2 separate regions of the Rattus norvegicus genome follow, and region 1 is linked to region 2. A link is a contact called in public Hi-C data. All regions are on one chromosome and are shown on one strand. The core of a region is the stretch at or near the end of the contact, and the rest is flanking DNA. Distances in the headings are between cores, read along the strand shown.

Evidence for each region. A called contact is a pair of places that touch in the nucleus more often than the background predicts.
Region 1: a contact with region 2 is called in a Hi-C map of liver, with 4 times the contacts expected there. The contact joins the promoter of Ndufb6 here to the promoter of Aco1 in region 2. A contact is called at or near these places in 9 of 12 Hi-C or Micro-C datasets (the A7r5 cell line, Schwann cells, frontal cortex and 5 more) and 1 of 1 datasets of contacts at active chromatin or transcription factors (oligodendrocytes).

What each region holds. Positions count from the first base shown.
Region 1 is chr5:60,202,806-60,209,402 of GRCr8, forward strand. It overlaps Ndufb6 (NADH:ubiquinone oxidoreductase subunit B6), which reads right to left and starts at 3,347. Exons shown (of 4, transcript NM_001106646.1): 1 at 3,071-3,347; 2 at 1,878-1,970. The coding sequence starts at 3,250.
Region 2 is chr5:60,053,379-60,060,074 of GRCr8, forward strand. Aco1 (aconitase 1) reads left to right here and starts at 2,517. Exons shown (of 21, transcript NM_017321.2): 1 at 2,517-2,633.

The DNA.
Region 1 (6,597 bases), core at 2,097-4,596, 150 kb after region 2:
TGCTTCCTTCAATCTGTGTTCAGTGTTTCTCTACATTTCCCTCTCAGTCATCATGTCTTCTCCCATTAACAGTGGAGAATTCTGCTGGGAGTCGAAGCTCATGGCTGTAATCAGTTGAGAACAGAGAGCCAGGGTTCAAGGCGAGCTTGCAGTGTATATGAAGCCAGGTTTCAATACACACACAATAAATGATTCCCTCTGCTTGTTACACATTTAGCTCTCCTCATCTCCCTAGATTTTGAAACGTTCCTAAATTGGTCTCAGCTTATGGAGTCACTAGAGATCCTTTAGCCGTTTCCTCAGTCTGGGGGACATGCTCATCACAGACTTTGTCTGTCCTTCCTGAATTTGTTCCATCATCTTCCTTGGATTTGCTGTCTGTCTTCTAACATAGGACATATTCCTGGATGTCAAATACTTTTATATGTTCTTTCTACAACTATAAAGAGGACTTACTAAGCATTCCATTCATGTTGCTCAAAGAACATATTGTGGGCCAGGGGCATGGTTCACAGGGCAAAGACTTGCTGTTAAGCCTAACGGCCTGAGTTGGATCCCTGGAGACCGCATGGTAGAAGTGGAGAAACCAATCCTTTAAGCTGTCTTCTGACATTCTTTAACCTTCTTAACCTAGTGCTTCTGAAGGTAACAAGCCAATAATCTTTCTCCACTGGAACATTCCTTCACAGGGGCTGCTTCATGCCTCCTTGTGACTGCACTCAGGCGATGTGCACTGGGCAGGAGTGTCAGCAGCTGAGCCGCTTTCCTCGTGCTACGTCTGTCAAGAGCGCAGTTTCAGTCTGCCTCATGGCTGACAGCACTGAGGTGCTGCCTGATGGACTGTAACTTAGAGACAACCCTGTTTCCAGGCCTTCTAAGTGGACATCCTTAGTGACCATGCATACAAGCACATGCCCACATTCACATTCGTGGTTATTTCTCCATCTACCTATGAATACACAGTATTCAGAACTATGAGTTCATACCAGTACTTCCAGTTGATTCCATTCTCCAAGGTGTTCTCCTGTTTCCATCAGTGTGCTTATTTGATCAAGCTCCTCACATATGACACAGGTCCTGTCACCATCACCACAGCTTATGATGTCTAACCTCCTCGCCTTACTTAGGTTCTGCTGTCTTACTCCACCTCAGGTTCCTTACATAACTTCCTTCTCCAATTCCAATATCCTACTCCAGGTTGCTGCCTCTAAGGTTCCCCAAACAGGCCTGCTCAGCCTCCTGTGAGTGGACACAGAGTGCCCCGTTTACAGTATTTACGTTCCAGCACTGTTCCCTCTTCCATGATATCCCAGAAACTACATGCCTAGGATCCAACAGCATGTACCACCCATACTGTGCTGCCCCTTGTCTTTAAACCACGGCAAGGGCCTTCATCAGCCCATGCAAGATCTTTCCATGAAAAAGTTCATAGAGTTTAGACACCCGAGAGTCTAAATGGAGAGAATTATGAGGACTCAGATAAGAACAAAGGGAAGGGACTGGAGACAGGACAAACCTGTTTGGAATGATATCACATACCTGACTGGCGGAAAGAAGCAGCAGAGATCATCTCTATAGCTACTGCTCAGGACTCCAGGGCTAGACATTCTGACCATCTAAACACTACTTCATTGTGTTGCAAACGTTATAAATGTTGTATATATAAGAGTAACCTTTTGATTTTTCAAGCTTTGAAACTACTTGTATATAAGAGTACTTAAAGTCCAATGAAACCTTTTATCCCTCCAAAAAGTCAAGGAACTTTAAAAATCAGCTTAACGTGAGAATATAATTTTCTGAGCACAGCACAGCCACAGGAAATTATTGGACGATATTAAAAATAAGTTCTGGAAAGCATACATTTAAAACGTACTTACAGCCACATGATATTTGACGTAATAGTGGACGAACCAGAGAGGTATGATCACATGGGAAACAGTGAAGAGACTGGTGCGGTACGCCTTGAAGATCTGTGGGGAACACACATACAAAATAAACCTCTGGAGCTGCTGTGCTTACCAACATGTGCTCCTTACTATCCCTAGCATGGGATATCTCATTTGTCAATGTGTGTGGAACAAAAACCAAATCAAACAAACAAAAAATTCCACCACCACCAACAATGTAACAGTGTGATAATTACTTTACAAATTTCTAAATGGAATATATTTTCTGGGGCTAACCTACCTACCTATTTCAATATTTTCACTAACTCTGGGACTTCCTATAGAATATCCATAGAATCTAAGACTTAGGGTAAGTACCATTCTGCAAGACTACTAGACAAAGCTTATAATACGTAGCATTCTGCAAGACATAAGGGCATTCTTGTTCAAGAAACAAACCAACCAACACTTTGTTACTACTACTCCTAGTATTATTAGAAGGAACTGAAAGCAATTCCCACACAGTATTCATTACTCATCACTGATGTGACTTATTAGCAGACGCCAAGAAAATATCTGGTATCCTTACAATAAAAAGTAGTCCTTGAGTGAACGGTTTTTCTGCCTGGCAAAGTCAAGGGATGCAATCTAAAAGTAACTAAAAGCGTGTTAAACGTACACAGTGATAAGTAGAAAGGGGGCTTTTGAGTCTGACAAAGCATACCGAATAGAACCCTGTCTTCGGTTGCAAACCCAGGAGACTGTACTATACCAGCTGGCCCTCGAGTAGCTGGTAGGCGATGGACGCCTCTATCACCTCAACCTTACACAACACCTAAGTGTTCTCAAATACTAAAACCAGGAAAGGTATCTACACTCGAAACAACTGCATGTGCGGCGTCCTGTAAAACCTAAGATCCGACTTCTCAGTACACCCGACAGCCACAGGGGATCATCCTCCCGAAGCCAACCTGCTCCAGGACTCCAGACCCCGGCCCTGAACTCTAGCGACGTGACAGCATCTCCGCTAAATCTGAGGGCCTGGACTGATTGTCCCTTGGGGCCCTCCCGGGTGTGCGGGCTCTGGAGAGGGTCGGGCCTTAATGGAACTGAGAGGAGTGGGAAGGGGTTGGCCGGGTTGCGACCCGGAGTGGGAACCCGGATCTGTGTGGCACATCACTCACCATGTACTTCCACAGGGCCCGGTCCCGCAAAAAGTTATTCCAGAATCGCTCCAGGGGCCACATCCTGCGCGGGGGCAACACGGGCTCCCGGGGGCTCAGCTCTTGGTCCTTCAGCCATCGCCTTCTCAGCTCCCGCAGCTGCTGCAGCCGCAGCTTCTCATCGGGCGTGTACCCCGACATGTCGCCGGCGAGCTTACCAGAGAGTGACAGCGCGCACCCGAACCTGGGGCCGGTCACTTACGCGCGATCCCGCTCCGCAAAGCGACCTTGAGGCGCCTGCAACGGCGCGATGTGATGGCGTCACAGCAGCCCAGCCTCTGGGAGCAAGCTGATTCCTTCGCCGAAAGCAGGTTCTGCTCATGCGCAAAGCCCTCTCTCTGACCCCGGGTTTTAAGAACCCGGATTAAGTACAAGCTCTGGAAGGTCTTTTAGTTATGATTTAAGTGGTCTGTGTTAGAAAGTGTGAGAAGTCCCGGGGGGCTAGAGTTCAAAGAAAGAACTTGTCGGGGAGGGGACCGCAAGGACAAGGGTTTAGGGAACCTCTGCCCCGCCCGCTTGAATTCCCACCTTCTTGACCTAGAGACAATTGCATTCAAGTTCAGCTCCCAGCCCTTTAGTAACTCAAGTGACTTTGAGCAGCTATCTGGGTTTCTTCCCTCCTCTGTACTGCAGAAATAAAGAGCACCTTATTTGGAGGCTTACATGGACTGGCTCACTCTTTGATCCTGCCGTCCCACTTTGTAAGATATCCCAGAGGTATGGTGGTAAACATTTGCAGGGATGTGCACAAATATCCATCACGGCACGATTTGTATTAGCAAAACATTGGAAACCACCTCCCAGATTCCGTAATAGAGGATTAGTGGAAAAGCTTATAGTACTATAAAGCATTGGAATGCTACTGCCATAAATGAGCCTTCTATTCATCACTGTGGAGTGACTTCTACAATCTATTGCTAAGGCAAATAAATAAATAAATAAATAAAACAAACCACCTACATCAAGTAGAAAGAATTGTATATGGTATGCTACCTTTTATCCAAAAGTGGGGATAGTGGAGATTTTATATATATATGCTCACTGAAAATTTTAGTGTAATAAATGAAAATAATTTTGTTATAAGTATTTGTTTTTGGAGACAGGGTCTCATGTAGCGCTTAGGCTAGCTTTTATTTAAGGGAGCCTGGACTTAAACTCCTTATCCCCCTGCCTCCACTACTCATAAGCTGGATGGAACACACCAGTATGCCCAACTTAACAACTGCTTCAAACACCACCACCACCATTATCACCAATATTATATAGGGAAGACAGGATAGAGACAAAAGTAGAAACTAGGGAGTTTAGAGATGGCTTAGCGGTTAAGAACATATGGTGCACTTCCAGAATACCCGACTTAGGAGAATCTGGTTACTTCATGGGGCTTCTGGAACCCGAGGGCTCTCCAGAAGAGAGGAATATGTTCCATAAGCGAACTAGCGCTGGGCAAGTTTGTAAGACTAGAGGCAACTTTTCTCTGGGCAAAGATGAAAACATTTCAGCATCAGTACGTATGAATTGAATGACTTTTAAATTACATCACATATACCAAGTCAAAATATTTTATTTTAAAAAAGCAAAACAAAACCTCATTTGTGACTTTTGGATGGTTTTAAAAACTAACTCATTTTGAAATCTGAGTTTTAAAAAATCAGGCATTTTTTCCTAGTCTTTTGTACAAATTGCATCTTACAGGAACAAAAAGCTTATGGAGAAATTTTCTTCAAAGAAGCATTTTAATACCAAACACGGGAAGAACTCCAGGCCGTTCTAGAACTATTCTACAACCCTTCCTTAATGAATCAGTGCAGCAGCGGTTCTGTAGCTGTGGCCCCTCCTCGAGAGCGCCGCGGCGCCCTCTTGTGGACAGATGTCTTGTTGCCTGTAAAATTGAACTGAAATCTGTAGTTTCTAGAACATTTGAAAAGAGAAGGGCTGTATTACATATGCTCTGACAAGTTTCTTTTTTCAACTCCATTCTGTTAGGTCCATGAGTAAAACAAATAACCCAGATGCACATAACATGGTTTGGGTTTGAATTCTGATATTTTAGGCTTAAAATTCACTACTAATTCTGTATTTAGTTAATTTGGGATTTTGTTGGCTTTTAACATTTCAGTGATATTTTTAAAAGGAAATTTTATTTATTTTTTTTATTTAAATATTTTTATATTAGTATTCTGTGTGTAGCAAGCAGAAAGAAATGCACGTGGGTTTAACGCCTCTCCGTACTTCACAGAATACATTGGCGAGAGGGATGCATATCTCTAAAAGCATTTAAAAATAATGAAAAATGGGGCTGGAAAGATGGCTCAGTGGTTAAGAGCCCCGACTGCTCTTCCAGAGGTCCTGAGTTCAATTCCCAGCAACCACATGGTGGCTCACAACCATCTGTAAAGAGATCTGATGCCCTCTTCTGGTGTGTCTGAAGACAGCTACAGTGTACTTATATATAATAAATGAATAAATCTTTAAAAAAATAATGAAAAATATGCCAGTGGGTAGCTACCATAGTTAGCATCTTACTAAGGTTTGAAATATTAATAGTCTGCTTTTCTCTCTTTGCAGCATCTACTATGAGAATGAAGATAATACACAGCAATCAGGCTATGAACATTCCAGAAAATGCACACATAGTTATTGTAAAAGGCCCCAGAGGAACTCTCCAGAGGGACTTTAATCATATCAATATAGAGCTACGATTCCTTGCAAAGAAAAAGAAGCAGCTTCAGGTTGACAAATGGTTGAAAACACGAAACTAGCCACTGCCCGTACCATCTACAGCCATGTTCAGAACACGATCAAGAGTGTTTGATGGACTTGTGTTTCAAGATGCAATCCTTGTGAGCTCAATTCCCCAACAACAGGAAAACCAGTCTTTGGTTGAAATTTCAAATTTCTTGGGTGAAAAATACATCCAAGGGGTTCAGATGAGGACAGGTGTTGTTTGAGCTGTTTCTCAAGGCCATAAGATGAATTAGTCCTTGAATGAAATGATATTCAACTTGTTTTAAATTCAGCAGGAAGCTACAAGTCAAAAACTAGGATATCAGAGAAGTTTCGAATAGCGTCTATGTGTCAGAAAAAGCAACAGAGGAGCAGGCTGATGAGTAAGACCTGCATCACCCAGCTCCAAAAACTAGATCCTGGTTTCTAAATACAATTTGAGATGTCTTTAGGACCAATAAAAGACTTACTGAAAAGGAATAGAAAAAAAGAAAATAGAAGGGACAGAGGAAATCCTCATACAATACTAAAAAGACACACTCAGATAAGCCCAAATTATGGGGGCTTCATCCAGCTGAGTTCTTTCTGAAACAAAAACACAGTTAGGAGAAAAACAGAATGATGACCAATAAAGAGGCAGAGGGCAGTTTGAACACCACCGTGATATTTTGTGATATTAAGGAGGTATTAGATCTTGTGGTTCTATTTTAAATGGAGCTTCTGGTACTTAGAACACATCCATAACATTTATCCATGGGAGA
Region 2 (6,696 bases), core at 1,267-3,766:
ATGACAGAGACAACAGCACTGCCACTGGCAGAGACGAGGTAACTGAAGAGTTCCGGAGCCAAAAGATCTAAGAGACCTCAACGGTCAAAGCTCAGAGTGATGACACAGAAGGCAGCTAAGAGTCGCCGAGCCCTTCAAGAACTCTGAGCTATAACACTAGGGAGTGGTAAATGCAAAAAGCTATGACTTTATAGGAACAGCAGAAGTATAGAGACAGGCAGGGGCTCTGAAGAACAAAAAGGAGAGACTGTAAAACTTGGTCTCTTTGCTGGCAAGAGTCGTGACAACCAAGGATCAGGAGTTATGGTGAGGCTCGAATTGAACCTCTTCCAGGACCTCCTGATTGAGACTCATGTAGGCGGTGATAGATGTAAAAGCAGGAGAAGTTTAATCGTTCCGACAGGTCGGGGTCATCCCACTTCAAGGGGAGACGACCCTGAGCAGACTCTAACGGGTAGTTATATACCTTGCAAACAATTGGGGAAGAATTCAAACAATTGGGGGCAGGTAACTAGGCAGGGTACTATGTGCATTTGGTAGAGCAAAACAACTTTCAGATCGACTCAGTGTATCGTTCAGGACTTTTAGTTGGGAGTCAGGGAGCTTTGTGTGACAGTTCGACTTGAAGCTGTTCCAGGAACTAAACCAACTTTTTTCTTCCTAGGAAGGAAGGTTCCTTGTGCTCAGCGGTTTGTGGTGGGAATTTTCCCACTGGCCCCAGATTGGCCCCAACTCTGACTCTTTCATTATAACTCTACCTGCTGCAGAGTATAGCCTAGAGCAGGACGCCTCTGCCTCGAGTACCTGGAATTATAAGCCTTAGGCTTCGACAGCTTGGAACTCAAGTCCAGTCTATGGGTTCCTGGAACTCAGACCCTTCAACTCTAAGGGAACAACCTAGGGCAGCAAAACCCCCACCCCTAGCCAGGTGTTTGACCGACTAGTTACTAGTCATTCTCCCTATACAATGCTCATTCAAGTTAACTCGATGTGGAAACCTACACCGGATTTCCAAGCAACCTGGGCAACAAAACCTTACAGCCTTTCATCTAGAGCTAATCATATCTCTGAATTCACATTGACTTGAGAGGCCAAACTGCTAAACAAGTACAGAAACCCCCCCCCCCACACTCGTTCTCACAGCTCAGACTTCAGATGGGTAGACAGCATGCACTATCATGGGTTGCTACAGGCTAAAGACGAGTTGATATAAAATGTTGCATTCTGTGTAAGCTACAGAAATGTTGAGGTCCTGTTTTTCCGAGTATGTTCCTGATGCCACTTCCCGAGCTTTGGGCAAGTAAAGACAGAGAAACTCTCTTTTCAAAAGATCTGGGCGTGGTGTGGCAGGTGGACCTGCCATCTCAGTCGTAGGGAGTCGATGGTGGAAGGAGGTGGGGACACTGGAGGACAGAGATGACTGATTATGCAGTGTTCTGAGGCACTCAGAAAATAACGCCTGTACTTACCGCCCAGCATTTAAAAGAAAGGTGGAGAGAGGGCACTGTACAGGCTGGTTTTGTGTGTCACTTGACACAAATTAGTTATCAGAGAGGAAGGAGCCTCAGCTGAGAAAATGCCTCCATGAGATTCAGCTGTAAGGCATTTGCTCAATTAGTGATCAATGGGGAGGGCCCAGCCCACGGTGAGCCGTGCCATCCCTGGGCTGGTGGTGGTCCTGGGTTCTGTAAGAAAGAAAGTAAGCGGAGCAAGCCATGGGAAGCAAGGCAGTAGGCAGCCCTGCTTGAGTTCCTGTCCTGACTTCCTCCAATGAGTTGGAAGTGTAAGCCAAATACACCCCTTTCTCCTCAGCCTGCCTTTTGGACATGGCATTTCATCGCAGCAACAGAAATCCTAACAAGTCTTTTCTTCTTCTGGCTCACTGAGCTAGTCAGACACTTACAAGTCACACTCTGCCCCACGTGAGCGACAGTCGGCCTTCTCCCATGCTCCAGAAGAGGAAAAGCCTAGACACTTCCTGGGAGTGAACCACTAGCAACGCTAGATGCAGCCCCAGGGCCCAGTTTCTCCCGCCTATGGGGCGGAGCCACAAATATCAATGGCCTTCAGCTTAGGGCCTTTGTGGAGCAGGTCCTAGGCTCTGCCCCCACCCGAGGCCAAGATTCTCTGGATCTAGGGGCGGGGCCGGGTCCCGGGTCCATCCTCTCAGCCTAAGTCCCCAGGGTTGGCTCTGGGTTGGCCATGTAGGGACCTGGGATTCGTCCCTCAGTATGGCCTGCCTTCGGGCTCTGGAAAGAAGAGGTGTCCCAAGCTCTGCCCCTTGGCCGGAACCTCAAGTTCTGGCCCTTGGGGCGGAATAGGTCCTAGACTCCGCCCGTCTGCCACCGTCCGAAGGTTCGGAAGGGAGGGCGTGCCCTGAGCAGACTCCAAGCCTCAGCCATAGCCTGCAGCTTCTGAAGGGAGGAGGTGTCCAGGCTCCGCCCCTAGGGGCGTAGTGAGGCCCAGGTCCGGCCCCTCTCTTGCTGCAGCTGGTTCCGGCCCGCTCTCCCACGGGTCCCGCCTCGCAGCCGGAGCGTCCGGAGGACCGCTCAGGGGGAGGAGCGCAAAGTCGGCCTGGGTTCTTGCTTGCACCCGCCTGTGTGCTCCGTGCTCCGTGAGCCCCGCTGTGAGCGGTGAGTACCATGCGGCCCCGGGGCGTCCGTGCAGGCCTTTCCCACGGTACAGACCCGGGAACACCCGGCGATCTGCGGGGAGGCCGTGGAGCTGGCTCCTAGGGTGACCTCTCTGCCCGCTCCCCAGCCTGCGTCGCTTTGTACTGGGAGTGGCTCTTCTCGGCGCCCCGAGAGTTCTCGCCTTGGTGTGCGGGCCGCACCGCCAGGGTGTCAGTCTGCGGGGCCCGGCCCACGGGATAGAAAGGAGCGATTGTGCCCGGCATGTTAGAGACCCCAACACAGGGGAGAGACAGGTGGAGTGAGGGTGAGAGACCCCTCAGTGGAAGGGTTGAGCATAGAGTCCAAGGAGATCGATTGAGGAACCTAAGGAGAACTGGACAGTACTGCTCGGCCAGGCCAGTGCACTAGAACCGCACATCTCCCTGCAGCACGCATGACAGCCTCCAAGCAGAAGTTGCTTAACTTCTGGATTTAACACCGGCTGTGCACCTAAGGAACCTTTGTTATATAGATTGTACCTATTGATATTTTGTCGTGTATAAGTACAACGAATAGACATTTAATATACTTAATTCAGAATAGACCAATTATATTTCACATAACGGTGTGTGTGTGTGTGTGTGTGTGTGTGTGTGTGTGTGTGTGTGTGTGTGTGTGTTTAAATCCTGTATTTTCCCAAACACTGTTAGGGCATTTTTTAACCTTTCTACAAACCTCTGCTTCGAGGAAGACACTCAGCCTGTTGCGGTATGACATGTCATGTAGTTTCTGTATACTTTCAAGTATATCATTGAAAATGTAACATTGTGTTGTTTAGAACTGGTGTTGACAGTCCAGATACTTGCACCTGTGTTTCTCTGCAGCGTATTTTAAAACTACTGAGGCAGCCCATGCTTAGAAGGCATAGTTCACTGGGTTTGCCACTTTGTTTATGGTTCTTCCGCTCAGCACCATGGAGCTAGTTAACCTCTGATAGATACTCAGGAGCACTGTGGACCTCACTTCAGAACTGAGTACGAGATCCCCACAGATGGTGGTGACTCTTGGCTTCTGCAAACTCAATGCCTTTCATGTGTATCTTGGTTGTTTCTATGTAAACATCCATTTCCATGTAAGCATCGGTTTGCTGCATTGATGTAGCAAACCAGACCTGTGGGTTCGGGAGGTGTGTATGACTAGGCCATGCCAAACGTGTAGGGGTTGGTGTAAGCTTACCAAGTAACTGAGAGGTCATCTCTAGAATATCAGGTGGCACGTTTTTACCTCCTTTCCCCGATGTTCAGTTCTGTCTGTGGTTTCTAGCTTTGTATTTGTTGAAGTATGTGTCCCAGTCTCTGAATTCTGCTACTTTCACATTCCTGGTGAGCTCTGTGTGTGGTCCTTCCTCTGACACTAGAAAGCAGATGCCTAGCGTGTCGGTGTGTGATAGATGGAATCCTGCTTTAGATTCTTCCCTTTGTTGCATGCTGTCTACATAAATTTGAGATAGAAAATGTATACATATTATCATTCATATATATACATATGTATATATGTGTATATATATAGCAAACAAAGTTCTTTATCTTCTACCCAAAGAGGCTATTGTGTTCGGGTAGAACAGCTTAAGCACTTTGGACAATACATTAGAAATTATTTCTGCACACGCTGTTGCTCCCACAGTTGGGAAAAGGGGACTGGGATCTAAACTCTGAGCACTTGTGTTATAGTATAAGACTTCACATTGATGCTGGAGTCTCCCTTATTTGTCCCTGGAGTAGATCTATATCTCATCCCCAACTCTTCTGGACCTTGGGAAATTGATAATTTTGAAAGATGAAGGGGGTTGGGGATTTAGCTCAGTGGTAGAGCGCTTGCCTAGGAAGCGCAAGGCCCTGGGTTCGGTCCCCAGCTCCGAAAAAAAAAAAAAAAAGAACCAAAAAAAAAAAAAAAAAAAAAGAAAGATGAAGGGCCTGTCTGGAAGTCAAGAGCATAGGTGACAACTGTTCCGTTGAGATAATTTCCTCTCTGTTTGTGTACATGAAACATGGTCATGTAAGAAAAGCAATATCTGCTAGTAAAGTGTGCATTGAAAGCACATGCAAAGGAAGCCAGAGGCCTACATGGGAAGACGACAGTTGAGATAAATGGCATTTATTACCATGTGCCTGGCAAACAACATTCTTTGTCTTGTTTTCTCCATTCTTCTGTATTGTAGGAGAAAATACCTCTCCATGGGGTGGCTATGGTCTGGATAGGGAAATCCCTTCCAACCTGTGTCTGTTCTTGGCTTAGCCTTGTGGAGCTTCATTGATCTCTCAGAACCTTAGTGTCCCTGCCTTTACAACTAGGCTGTTGATAGTAGGAGTCCCAAGTACCCATGGTTTCCTGAGAGAGATTCAGTGTTTGTGTTTGTTTCTTCTCAACTCTGTGTTCAGCAGTGTTACATTTCTGTAGCTTGGAATAGGCCATGATGAGAATATTTATTTACACCATGGAAGTCATCCAGCACTTCATGTCTGAGCTTTTTCTACCCAGGAACAAATTGCTAAACATTTACCAGCACACTGCTGCTGTTGTTGGAGCCAAGGTGCATCTAATTTGTTTGGTTTCTTTTCTTTGGCAAAACCAGACCCCGTGGCTTGAACAAAGATACAAGGTATGGGGTGTTTATTTTGAATTTTCCAAATTTTTGATAAATGGGGGCAGGGGAGGCTGTATTTAAAATATACTGATATTGATCAACATTTTGTCTCTCTCTCTCTCTCTCTCTCTCTCTCTCTCTCTCTCTGTGTGTGTGTGTGTGTGTGTGTGTGTGTGTGTGTGTGTGTGTGTGTGTGAAAAACCAGACAGCAAAAACCACAGCCATGCAGTTCTGCTGCTGTTCCTGTATGAAAGTAGCCATGGCATTGTATAAGCAAAGAAGCATATCTGTGTTCACATAAAACTTTATTTACAAAACAGGCACTGGGCCATAGTTTACAAACCCTTATACTAGACTATATTGTAAAGTGGAGCCCTGTTTCAAAAACATCTTCTATGTCAAAAAGGAGATTCTTTGGGAATTCTGGGACTGGAACCTCCAAGATGGACGTATATGGAAGTTGAAGCTAGAGAGGACTTAGAATCAACCATAGGAGAACATAAGTAGGTTCGCAGAAGGACTCCCTGGCATGCACTGTGAGTGGGAATCCTTACTCCCAGCTTTCTGGAGCTGTCTCAGATTTATCCTGGGGTAGATGGACCCGCCTTCTAATACAGTGTAGGCTTTAACTGTAGGCACAAAAACAGCAGCATCTCTAACAGCTCTCCTAACTTCGGGGACAAGGACAAATCTTCCTATACATGTGTATATTCTAATATTTATTATATGTGTTATATATACACATTTGTACACATACATAGGTATGTGGATATTTGTTACCTGTATACATACATACATACATACATACATACATACATACATGCATACATAAGTTGTATTCCTATGTGATCTCACACCCAGGAATTTAAAGCAGCCTCAGAAATGGAAAACAAACACTAAACTATTAGCAGTTGCCATTTCTAAGTAGGAGAGTGGGATGAAACCAAGTCAGGAGCCTTTCCCCTCCTAGTTTCTGTAATATCAGAACCTCATCTGTCTTGTCGGCCTCATAGTTTGTTTCGCAACTTAAAGCAAAAAAAGTAAATTCAAACAGCTTATGCCTTAAAGGGAGATGGGATGATTTCTGTGGTAGGAATGCTCCTACACCACACACCCCCAAATCAGGCAAGTGTCTTAGGGTTCTATTGCCGTGAAGAGACACCATGACCATGGCAACTCTTAGAAAAGAAAGCATTTAACTGGGGCTTGCTTAGTTTCACAGGTTCAGCCCATTATGATTATGACCGGGAACGCCACGGCATGAAGGTGGACATAGAGACAGACAATCAGATCCTCGGGCAGCAAGAAGAGGAGAAACTCAAAGCCCAACCCCAATGACACACGTCTCCCAACAATACCTCGTAATCCTTCTCAAGTAGTGTGACTCCCTAATGACCAAGCATTCAAATATATGAGACCACAGGGCCATTCTTATTCAAA